Regions from separate parts of the Mus musculus genome. Here all the other regions are linked to region 1. Evidence: chromatin contacts called from public promoter capture Hi-C data. All regions are on one chromosome and are shown on one strand. The core of a region is the stretch at or near the end of the contact, and the rest is flanking DNA. Distances in the headings are between cores, read along the strand shown.

What was found. Promoter capture Hi-C pulls out the DNA fragments that hold promoters and counts their contacts.
Region 2: a promoter capture Hi-C map of liver shows a contact between it and region 1, with 3 times the contacts expected there. The contact joins the enhancer-like site here to the promoter of Sgsm2 in region 1. A contact is called at or near these places in 6 of 39 promoter capture datasets (cranial neural crest, embryonic stem cells, frontonasal cranial neural crest and 3 more).
Region 3: a contact with region 1 is called in a promoter capture Hi-C map of pre-B cells, with 4 times the contacts expected there. The contact joins the promoter of Spns2 here to the promoter of Sgsm2 in region 1. A contact is called at or near these places in 5 of 39 promoter capture datasets (cranial neural crest, hippocampal neurons, liver and 2 more) and 1 of 115 datasets of contacts at active chromatin or transcription factors (embryonic stem cells).

The regions. Positions count from the first base shown.
Region 1 is chr11:74,895,399-74,899,187 of GRCm38.p6, reverse strand. It overlaps Sgsm2 (small G protein signaling modulator 2), which reads left to right and starts at 2,119. Exons shown (of 23, transcript NM_197943.3): 1 at 2,119-2,363. The coding sequence starts at 2,307. Tsr1 (TSR1 20S rRNA accumulation) reads right to left here and starts at 1,108. Exons shown (of 15, transcript NM_177325.3): 1 at 973-1,108; 2 at 708-811; 3 at 1-6. The coding sequence starts at 1,069.
Region 2 is chr11:72,465,581-72,469,369 of GRCm38.p6, reverse strand. The region is part of intron 2 of Spns2 (spinster homolog 2); the gene reads left to right. Among named protein-coding and RNA genes, the nearest start is that of Gm40194, 10 kb to the right of the region's middle. Within about 2 kb of position 2,084, at least 162 of the 459 cell types and tissues checked have an H3K27ac peak or open chromatin away from gene starts, as enhancers often do. A contact at or near this core is called in liver, where this site is marked.
Region 3 is chr11:72,488,347-72,492,135 of GRCm38.p6, reverse strand. Spns2 (spinster homolog 2) reads left to right here and starts at 2,216. Exons shown (of 13, transcript NM_153060.3): 1 at 2,216-2,710. The coding sequence starts at 2,341.

The sequences.
Region 1 (3,789 bases), core at 870-3,369:
CAGAACCTAGCAACACAAAGATCCAAGAATACCTCAATCATTTGCTTCACTATTCTATCTTCAAATATACAGGTGCTGTAACCCCAGGGCAGAACTACTCCCCTTTCTGTTGCTTTGTAAAAGTACCAAGGTAATTTTATGTAACGTAAAACATTAGAAAAGATCAGAGCAGGCCGGGCGGAGCTGGCGCACGCCTTTAATCCCAGCACTCATTTCTGAGTTTGAGGCCAGCCTGGTCTACAGAGTGAGTTCCGGGACAGCCAGGGCTACACAGAGAAACCCTGTCTCGGAAACACCACCACCCCCCCCCAAAAAAAAAAAAAAAGAAAAGAAAAAAGAAAACATCAGAGGAGCCAGGTGTGGTGGCCCAAGCCTTTTAACTTAACACTCAGAAGGCAGAGGTAGGAGGATCTGAGTTCTAGGCCAGCCTGGGCTACACAGTGAGACCCTTTGTTTAAAATAATCATGATTTGCAAAAGAGCAAGCCCGTATAAATAAAGATGAGGAAGGACCAAGCATTCTCTCGTAAAAAGCCACGTGTATGGATGTGCTGTCAAGGAGTTTGGCAGGGCCTCGTTCTAAAATGAACACTGCCTGAAGGTACTCTGGGTTTACCTCCGTTTTCGGCCCATTTCCGTGTCCCATTTTCTAGTTTGAGACTTTACCAATCTCAAACCATAAGCTTCCCCACCCCCGCTTCTACTCACCGACTCCCTCTTTTGCTTTCGGAGCTGGCTGGCGCGATGCCTCTGGTCTATTCGGCTGAGCTGCCTCTTCAGCTTCTTGCAGAGGATTTTCGGTCCTACCCGGCCTGGAAGGCAGATCGGAAGTGGCTGCTCTTCTCCTCTCAGTCAAATCAACCAACAAGAACCTTCCTGCGCCGCTTAAGAGCCTTGGGCAAGGGTCCCAAGTCTAGTCTCGGTGTGGGCACGGGTACCGGCTAAGCAGCCCCTCTCCCTCCTGTCTACTCACCTTTGCTGTCCCGTTGTGCGGACCCACCGCCGTGATGCCGCCCGCCTTTATGAGCTTTATTCTGCTGCTTCAGCGGCCCGGAGCGGTGAGCCGCCATTCTGCAGTCCACGTGTGCACCAAGTGAACTCTACTTCCGGGCGGACCCGAGCGTTTCCGGCCCTGGGGACGGACTTCAGGCTTAGCACTTCCGCGACCTCTCGCGAGGTTTTTTGCCGCCAGCCTGCAAGCGCAGCGCCCTGAGTGTCCGCAGAGACGTCGTGGTGCCTTTTCCCACGCTGCAGTCCTCTGCTGAGAGATGGAGGATGCCGGCAGGAGTCTCCCGGCTCCGGCTCTGGATTAGGAGGTCAATTTTGCGCCCATCTTTCCATTTTTGCACGCTTCAGTTGCATCACGTGGGAAGAAATAAAAGTCTTTTCACGTAGACTATTGCACGCCGCTCTCTGCGGTCCCAGTGAACTGTACAAAGGGGTGACATTTGTACCTGAGTGGCCTTTCCTTTCCTCTATTACTCTAATTTCCAACGCGAAGCACTTAGAAGGGGCTCGTGTCACCGGCTCTGGAATGTCTCTTATTCCAACTCGCGCCCCCCTCTTCCCACAAATCTGCAAGATGAACCAAAGCGGATGTCGGCGACCCGGAGGAGGGCGAAGACTTCCCCTTGCGCTCGGGCACCTGTTCTTAGGAGCTCACAGTCGGGTCCTTGCTTTCCTCCTGCAAGCTTTGCGACTGAGCTGCAAGTAATATATGAACACTCCACAGGATCCGGAGGAGTGACAGGACCAGGTTCGAACCACAGTGACGCAGAGCCGAGACCCTGGCTCCGTATAGCTCCTCTCCCAGGGGCCAGAAGTCGGGAGCGGTCACGGTGGTTGAGGTTTGCCCAGACACAAGCACATTCCCAAAGTCCGCCCGCTGCGCGGCGCAGGCCGGAGCGGCTGACTTCCCAGCGCTCACAATGCGGGTTCGCGCCCTCGGGGCGGGAGCCGGCCAGTCGCCATGACAACCGTCCCTGCGGCGCGCGCCCGGCCCCGACGCCCCCAGGCGTCCGCACCCGCCCTTGACCCCCCCCCCCACCTCCCCAGTTGCGGCGCACACACCCCCTCCCTGCCGGCAGTGGGAAGGGGCCGGGCCTGCTGCCTGACGTCTGCGGGGCTCGGAAGATGGCTGCGGAGCTGAGCACCGGGCAGTGGCTGCGGCGGCTGCAGGCGGGGAGCGCAGCGGGCGGGGACTCCGCCTCGCGTGTGGGGCGCTGAGTCGGGAGGCGCGGAGGCGGTGAGGGCGCACCGGGGGCTCGGGGGGCCACTCGGTGCCACCTGCCCGCCACCTGCCGCACCATGGGCAGCGCAGAGGACGCGGTCAAAGAAAAGCTGCTGTGGAACGTGAAGAAGGAGGTACGGTCCGGGGCAAGGTCTCAAGGGGCTCGCACCCCTCCCGCGCTGGCTCGGGAGCAGAGAGGTGGAGGCACCCACGCGCGCGGCTGCCAGCCCACCGTGCCAGGCGGGGGCGGGGTCCTGGGCGGGCCGCGCCCCACGCCCCTCTCTGCATGTCCCGGGCAGCGCCCTCGGCCAGGGTCAGGCTTGCGCCCTGGGGCTTGTTTGCTCCACGGTGCTCCCGTTCCCCGCCCAGTGACGGCAGCAGCGCGGGGAGACCGCGATCGGGGGAGGGGTGGCGGCGATTGCTGGAGAACCCGAGTTGCCCATTCATTGCGGGTACTGCCCGGGGAGGGGGCGGGGTCCCCACGGGCCTCCTGGAGGCTGCGAGCCACAGTTCCAGGGGCTTCGCCCTCGGGTGTCCAACACACCGCCCTCTTGTGTTCCCCTGGCAAGTGAGTCGTGGCTAGCAGAGGGTTCGCTGCACACCTCACCGTTTCTCCCTCCACGCCCACCTCCTTACCCAGGAACTCGGGTATTTTTAAGAATGGTTTTTAAGACTCAGATTATTTTTGCCCTTTTGAGGGAAATCCTTCAGAAACAAGAGTTTCTCTCCACTAATTCCCTTTACCTTGACGCTGCTTAGAAGCTCATTTCAATTTCGGGGGTTGGGAGGGGGGGGCTGCTCATACGAATGACTCACCAGCTTGTGAAAGAGCCTGCAGTGTAGATGAGATGAGTGAGGCCTCCCTCCTCAGCCTGCCTCTCTAGCTGGGTCTACCAGGTGTGAACTATGGAAGGCAAAAACAAAACAAAACAAAACAAAAAACCTGTCTGCTTGTTCACTGTTTTGTTTCCAGAGCCTGGCACACTGGTAGGCACTCTAATAAATATAGCTGCTGATCCTGGAAACTGAGGTTTGGTGAGATAGTCTTGAGTTGTCCAGACTTACTTGAGCTTTACTTGTGAACTTGAGTAAAGTTACTTAAACTCAAGTCTTGGTTTCCTAGTTTCTTTTTAAAATAGGATAATACTGTTTCTCTCACATACATAAATGTATCATATTTTTTCATGCACCCTTGGAGTTTGACGGTGGTTTGAGAAGACTCTGGACTCTCTGCATTAACCCTGACCTGGCTCGTGTGCCCTAACTGTTCCCTTCCTTCTTGACATCACCTTTCCAGCTTGCATGAACAGCTTCACTGTGCTTTTGCTGTGAAGTGGCCAAGTGAGGGTTTCTTAGGCCAGGCGAATAGGAACTATGGGCATGTTGTTAACGTTATTTAAGACCCAGATTTGATCATTGATTGGGTATGTAAGGAAATACTTTTGAGAACATGATTTTCTTCCCACTATTCAAAGACTCTGTTTCAAGAATGGTTCCTTGGAAAACTGAATTTGTGCTGCAATGATGTATCTGCCTGGCAAAGGCTGACCTGCTCTGAAC
Region 2 (3,789 bases), core at 835-3,334, 2.4 Mb after region 1:
TCCACTCTGCCTACACTGAGGTTGGGGGTGGGGCGGGGTAGCTAGTCTGGTCTGAAAGCTGTCCTCCCACAAAGAGGGAGGCTGGGGTGGACAGCACAGGAAGCTTCTAGCTGTTGCTGGTTTTTATTCCCAGCAGAACTGCCTACTGGCTCTGTAGGCCTCTCAGTGCCCATTGTTTCTGAGGGACATATAGTTCTCTGTCCTTTGCTTGGATTGTTCCTCCTGTACCTATCCTAGCAGCGTACAGGGACTGCCATTGGCCAGTGATACCCCTGAGGGCTAGGAAGAGCTGGAGGCTCCTCATCAGGCTGCAAAGGTGACCTGGCACATTCCTGACCCTGAATTCCTTTGTTCTTAAAGGAAGTCATAAGACTGGCAAGCTGGCTAAGTCATCTAGGATGAGTCTCTCTACTCGCTGGGGCCTCAGTGGCTCCAGCTGTAATGTGGGTACAGAAAAGTAGGGCTCAAGTTTTCTGATGGAATGGAGGAGCTTGGGAGCACGGCAGGCCTGACTGGCAGGTGGAAACACGTGCACTGCTGTTCTGGGAGCCTACCTAGCTGCAGTGATCCTACCCACTGCAGGAGCAAAAAGCCAGAGTGGGAGAGCCAGACGGCCCTGCTGAAAATGGTGCCATGTGGCCAAGGTCCAGGTGCCTGCCTCAGGTTCCTTCAGTCACTCAGTGAGGGCTTTTGAAAGCACTCCCTTCACAGGGGTGGGATGGGACATGCTAGGCCTCAGAATGTAAGCCCAGTCCTGGTCTCTAGGGACGTGTGTCCCCCTGTGGCCTTCTCACGCTGCAGCCTGACCCATCTCCTGCTGTTCCCAGTATAGCATGAATATTCTCTGACGTCAGGGGCGTCTGTGGGGACCATCCTCTTCCCAGTCTAGCATCAAGTGATATGATTTAAAGCGAGGGCTTCAGAGTCAGCTAAACTACAGTTTAATTTTGACTCAGACATACAGTTGCCCTGTGACATCACTTCTTTCAGCTGGGTCATCTTCTCTGTAAGATGAAGTTAGAGAGAGAATCGACAGAAATGATGAATGCATGTGCCAAGTGTGTGTCCAGGGCCTGGTCTGTCATAACTGATCCATCAGTGACAACTGCAGGCGTTATTAACAATAAGCATCGTGCTTCATTAACCATCGTACAATATGATTAGAAGACTTGAAATTTATATAATGTGTGTGTGAATGTGACAGTGTGCGCGTGCCTGTGACAGTGTGTGCGTGCCTCTGTGTGTGTGTGTGTGTGTGTGTCAGTGTGTGTGAGAGTATGTGTGTGTGCTTGTGTGTGTGTGTGTGAGAGAGAGAGTGTGTGTGCGTGTGTGTGTGAGAGTATGTGTGACTGTGTGTAAGAGATAGTGTGTGTGTGTGAGAGAATGTGTGTGAGAGAGTATGTGTGTGTGTGAGAGTATGTGTGTGTGAGTGTGTGAGAGAGTATGTGTGTGTGCATGTGTGTGTGAGTATGTATGTGAGAGAGTATGTGTGTGTGAGAGAGTATGTGTGTGTTCGTGTGTTGTGTGAGAGAGTATGTGTGCATGTGTGCATGTGTGTGACTGTGTATGAGAGATAATGTGTGTGTGTGAGAGTGTGTGTGCGTGTGTGTGAGAGTATGTGTGCATGTGTGCGTGTGTGTGACTGTGTGTGAGAGATAGTGTGAGGGGGAGCGAGAGAGTGGTGTGTGTGTGTGTGTGTGTGTGTGTGTGTGTGTGCATGTGTTGTCATCATGGTGAACTCCTAGGCACGTTTCATTACCCACTTTGACATTAGCAGGATTTGGTGACCCTTACTGATTCACAGGCTTTAAGTACATCAAGCTGTGCAATTCATGGTAGGACCTGCACTTTGGCTAGACAAGAGGCACTGCCTACTCAGATTGTCTCTGCCCACTCCCCACCCAGTTCAGACTGGCATACAGAAGGCAGTTGTTCCTCTTCCCCTCTAAACATGTGTAAGCCCTTTGAGACTAAGCTTTTCCTCGTCCACATCCTGATCTGATCTTGGGCAGGTCTTAGGAGGCAGAGCTGACAAGAAAGCATTCTTTCTGTAGATGTAAGGAAATAATACTGGCCCTGGCTAATGTAAACACGAGCCTTGTTGACCCAGCCTGCGCCTCGGAGGGCAGGGCATGAAGCACCTTCCCCCACACTGTCTCATCCAATACTCAAGCCACCAGAGCAGCAGCTATTTTTATCTTCATTTTACAGATGAGGAAGTTGGCGTGGGGAGCTGGCTTAGAGTGGCTCATGAGAGTCGATTGTTAAATTTTTAGGAATTGTGTGAGCCGATTGTTAGACACAGCCATTGTTAGAACTAAATCATAATAAACTTACAACTGAGTGATCTGTACTGAAAGAAGCTGATAAATTCTCAGAAGTCATCGCTTCCTAATTACTTTCTTACATCAAGACATTATCAGTGTGCTTAAGGTAAACTCCTTTTATCTGAATGGTGGAAACGCCTATGACTGAACAAGGTACTAAGCTCTGAGCTTCACATCTCTTAGGTGACTTGGCCTCAGCCGGGTAGAGTGTTTATACTGTGGAGATGCACAACCCCCAGGCATCGTGGGGCCCCTCCTCTGTCCCTTTTTAGAGAACCTGTTTCTACACATTTACCAGCACATCAATGAGGCTGACAATGACAGAGATGTGACCTGGCAAAGGAGCCTACCTAAGAAGGTGCAGAGCTGGGGTTGAACCCTATGGCGCAAGGACTGATTCTGCCCAAAGCTTAAGTCACAGACCTGAATTACCAGGTCCCCTCTCCTGTGTTTTCAAGTCTAGCGGAGAAAAGAACCCTTCATGCTACTCTGAGCAACCCACTTTGCCCTGCTCACGCCCTTCCTCTCGTCATTGCTCCTCCCCCTAAATACTGTCTCCCCAGAGGCTGCTAAACCACATACACATGAACCTAGCGTACAGAGGTCAGTGTTGTCTGGCCATCTGCCTACTGGCAGTGGGACTGCCTTCCATGAGACAGAGGGGACTCCCTGTCTGTGTAGTTGGCCTCTATTCTACCTGGATCTCTGTATCTCACCTAGAACACCAACCCCTCCCATCATCAACAGTGGCATTCTCTCCCAAGTCCCTGAACATTACTGTGCTCTTGTCCCAGCAGAGCCAAACCAGGTCATTAGTTCTTTGTTCAGCATCTCCTGCCTTCCCCGTGAGGATCCCACTCCATCTGGCCTCTTAGCCTTGTCTTCCACCCTTCCCCCTCCGTCACTTTGCTTCAGACACTCTGGCCTCTTTCACGCCCCGCAAACACACCAAGTGCACTCTAGCTCTCCTTTCCCCGGTACTTCTATGACTGTTTCCTTGTCTCCTGCAGGTCTTTGCTGAGTTGAAATGTCACCGTCTCTTCTATTTAATACTGTATGATCTGTCTTCTCTCTCATACATGTATTCTCAATAAAATTTTATGATAATGTCTATCATACTCTAAGGCAACACTGGACTCTGGCTGTACAGAGCAGCAGAGATGTTTGGCAGAGATGTTCGAACAGGAATGGCCAATGCATCAACCTCACCTCGGTCACAGAAATGGCTTGGTTTTTGCCAGATTCCACCCGAGGCTGCAGGATCGTCCCTGTGCGCTCAGCTCCTGAGCTTCAGTTTCTCCTGGCTTTCTGTTTCTGCGGAAAGCCTCATCTTCCTCATGCATCTATCAGCAGCTGCTTCTTGCCACTCCTTCCTCCAGGCTGTGGTCCTTCATACACGTATCTCTTCACATACATTTCATATATCTATACATCTCCTGTACCTGCTTAATATTCCTCATAC
Region 3 (3,789 bases), core at 967-3,466, 2.4 Mb after region 1:
TTTCTATCGCCCTGCCCATGGGTTGGGGCCCTTTATCTTACACAGGATCAACTCCAGAAACTGCCTTTAAGTTAGAAGTCTCATAATAGGAATGGATGGCTTGCTTGGTGGCCCCACATATGAAGGACTCAAAAGACTGCCCTCTTTTCCTACTCTAGAATTCAACCAGGGGTGGAGATGAAGGGCAGTGGATCAAAACCAAAACTGGCCTTGCAGGCCAGGGTTGTGAAAGGGTGAGAGTTCAGGGGTGGGAAATTGAGACGCAGCCTGGGTAGAGTGCAAAGCCATCGTGCAGAGCCTCCTTCACAGATACACAGCTGGGCAGCATCCACAGCAGACATGGTCCTCTCGCTTGGCACAGCCACACAGATCTGGCCCCATGGAGCTTCTGGGTCTGTGCTTGTCTGCTAATCACCTGTTATCCCTGGCCACGCATTGAAACCCCCCCCACCCCCGCCCCCCGACTGACTTTACAGGCCAGAATCCAGCCAGCTGGAAAGAGGCAGCAGGCAACTTTCAGAATGAAATCTGTTTTCCTAACCTTCCGTCACAGTCATTCATACTCAACACGCCGAAGCATATTTTTAGTCAGTTCACAGAATTTAAAAGACACCTTGAAGGCGCCAAGAAACACCAGCTTGGGGATTAACTCTGCTCACTAAGACAGTGGAGTGTGTGTGTGTGTTCGTGTGTGTGTGTGTGTGTGTGTGTGTGTGTGTGTGTGTGTGTGTGTGTATGTGTGTGTGTGTGTGCTTGAGTGCCTTATGCTTTGTCATCCGTTGGCTATGCCATGACTCACTGTGGTTGACACCTTCACAAGATGTTCCTGTTGTGGACGTGGGCTCTGGAGCAGCCTGCACTAGCAAGATGATTTCAGGGCCCTGGCTTCGTACCAACCAGACCATTGACTAGTTGTCTGTTTATGACGGGTCACCTTGGTGACCTGAAGTCTGTCTGTGAAACAGACAGAAACCACTGGATATCTGAGGGGCTGAATTAAGTCTCCCCTGACTCTCTCATTTGAACCAAGGGTTTGGCACATACTAGGGAGAACATGCTATACTGGGTTTTAACTTCTTTCTTTCCTTTTACATATTTATTTATTTAGAGACGTGTTGGCCTGGACTCGCTGGCCTGGAACCTCGGAGTTTCACCTGCCTCTGCCTCCCAAATGATGGACTTACAAGAGAAGACTGTTCTTTACACAGAAGCTACCTAGCCATTCTCCAGAACTGACAACCCCCCCCCCCCCAACGTGCTCAACTACCTGGACTATATTCCCCCAATAGAAACAAAGACCCAGAAAGATAGAGGTTTCGTCCAATGTTAAGCCACACGCAAGAGCAGATATAGGCTAGGATCCAGCTTTCCAACTTTCACTAAGGGTTTTGGGGAGATGGTACCCCCCTCAAAGGCTTTTTCTGCTCCATCCCCTCTCCTTCTCGTTTGTCTGAGATTGGATCTCTCCTGACTCAGCCTCCCAAACGCTGGGGTTACAGGTGTAGGACACCCTGCCTGGCATTGAGGAGGCCCTCCTGGTTCTTTTGGGCTCTAATCCGAGCCCTGGTTCTCACAAGCTCCACTCTATGGGGGGTAGAGATATGGTCAGAGTGAGCCCAGGTCATAGCATGGAGGTGCTTCTCTATAGAGGAGAGCAATGGACCTTCATGAGGTCTGTGTCCTGGGTCCACCAATCATGTTTCTTAGGCAGCGCTGCCTAAACAGACTGAATTAAGGTGAGTAACTGTTGGAGTCAGCTCTACAACAGGTTCCCCAGTTTTGACCATCTGAGACTTTTTTTTTTTAATGCGTAGCTTAAGCCATGGGCCTTCCTCGGCCTCAGCCAGGGGTCCTCTCCCATCGCAGGGGCAGGGTGGAAGTTGAGTAGGGTCTGGGGTACCCTTCTTCCCTCACCTAAATCCTAATCGGTGCTGCAGCTCCCCGCAATCGCTTCCTGATCCCCGAGGGTTCCGTGGCCGCAGCGCTACTGCGTGACTTGCGCCCCCGTCAGGCGGGTGGGGCTGTGCGGCCAGGCGCCCCCGCACCCCCCGGGGCAGCACGTGCGGGGCGGGGCTGTGGCTTGAGCCCGGAGGTGATTGGGCACACGAGCTTGGTGGGCGGGGCCGGCCGCAGCTGTCAGAGCCGCCGGGGCCGCGCGTCTCACTGACTGAACAGTAGCAGCGGCGCAGCCAGGGCTGGAGCCCGAGCGCAGAAGCGGACGGGCCGGGCCGGGATGGTGCAGCGGCGGCTCCGCGGCGCGCGCACGCACTGAGCGGGCCCGGGCTGGGCCTCGCGTCCCCCGAGCCCCCCGCGCCCCCCGCCGCCCCGGCCCGGGCCGGCATGATGTGCCTGGAATGCGCCTCGGCGGCGGCGGGCGGCGCGGAGGAGGAGGAGGCGGACGCCGAGCGGCGGCGCCGGCGCCGGGGGGCGCAGCCAGGGGCTGGAGGTAGCGCTTGCTGCGGGGCGCGGGGTGTTGGGGGCGCTGGAGTCGTGTCCGCCGACGAAGAGGTGCAGACGTTGTCCGGCAGCGTGAGGCGGGTCCCGTCCGGACTCCCCAGCATCCCCAGCACCCCTGGCTGCGCAGCAGCTGCCAAGGGCCCCAGCGCGCCGCAGCCCAAACCGGCCAGCTTAGGCCGAGGGCGGGGGGCAGCTGCTGCCATCCTGAGTTTAGGCAACGTGCTCAACTACCTGGACAGGTACACTGTGGCAGGTGAGCAAATGCCCCATCTAGCCCGAGGACCAGGGCCCTTCCATCCCAGATGCCCTAGGGAGCTTTTGGTTGCCAGCTCCCTAGATCCAAGCCCTCTGGAGAGTCCCTAAGGACCCTCTGTTCAAGCGATGCTTTGGCGTTCCATGGGTCCAATCCAAAGCACCCCACGCTCCCCGTGTTAGGGATTGGTGGAGTTTCCACCCCTGGAGCAGCTTGTGAGCCTTCGCCAAGCCCTTGACGGCTCATCCGTTGTCCTCCCAGAGTCTCCTCTGCGTCTCTCTTGCCTTATCGCCTGTGCGCCCCCTTCCTCCACAGCCGCAGGTTCCCCGGCCTCTCCTCCTTTTCCCTTAGTCCAGGCCGTCTGTGCTTGCACGGCCCGTCTGTTCCTTCTTTCCTCGGTCTCAGCCACCCCCCTGCATGCGTGCGGCCAGTGTGTGCGCCTCTTGCGGGTGTGCGCCAGGCAGCCGGAGTGTGCGCGCGCGTGGCAGCGCGGATATGTGTGTGTGAGCTTGTAAGCGCGTGGCTGACAAAGGCTCGGGCCTGCGGGGAGCCGAGGGAGGGGCGGGGCGGGTCCGTGCCGCCTGGGGACCCAGGATGCGGTTTGCAGCTGGCCCTGGCTTGAGGCCTGGAGACGCCTCCTTCTGCTCCATGGCGCTTGGAGCCTGGAGCAGGGCATAGGCCTGGGGGCGGGGGCTGGGGGGGTTGGTCTAAAGAGAGGCAGCCTCATGCTCCTTGAGCATCTCTGCGACTCAACCCCAGGTTTGAGACTGAAATGGATACAACTGGGTTTCTATCCTGAATGTGCTTAATGTGTGTGTGACCTTGGGCCAGTTTCAGCTTGTGTTTAGGTCTGTTTCCGTTTGTGAATTGATTGATCCCTGGGCCTCTTAGTGTGGATGTGACTCTGGGATTCTATTCTGCTGGCGTCTCTCCCTGTCTTCACAGGGGTCAAGACGTAGGGACCTGTCCTAGAGCTGGCCCTGCCTGAGGATAATGTAGCTTTGAAAAGAAACACTGGTTAGGCTGGTCTCCGGGGCTCCCGGTGGAGGAGTGCAGTTGTGTGTGTGTGTGGTGGGGGG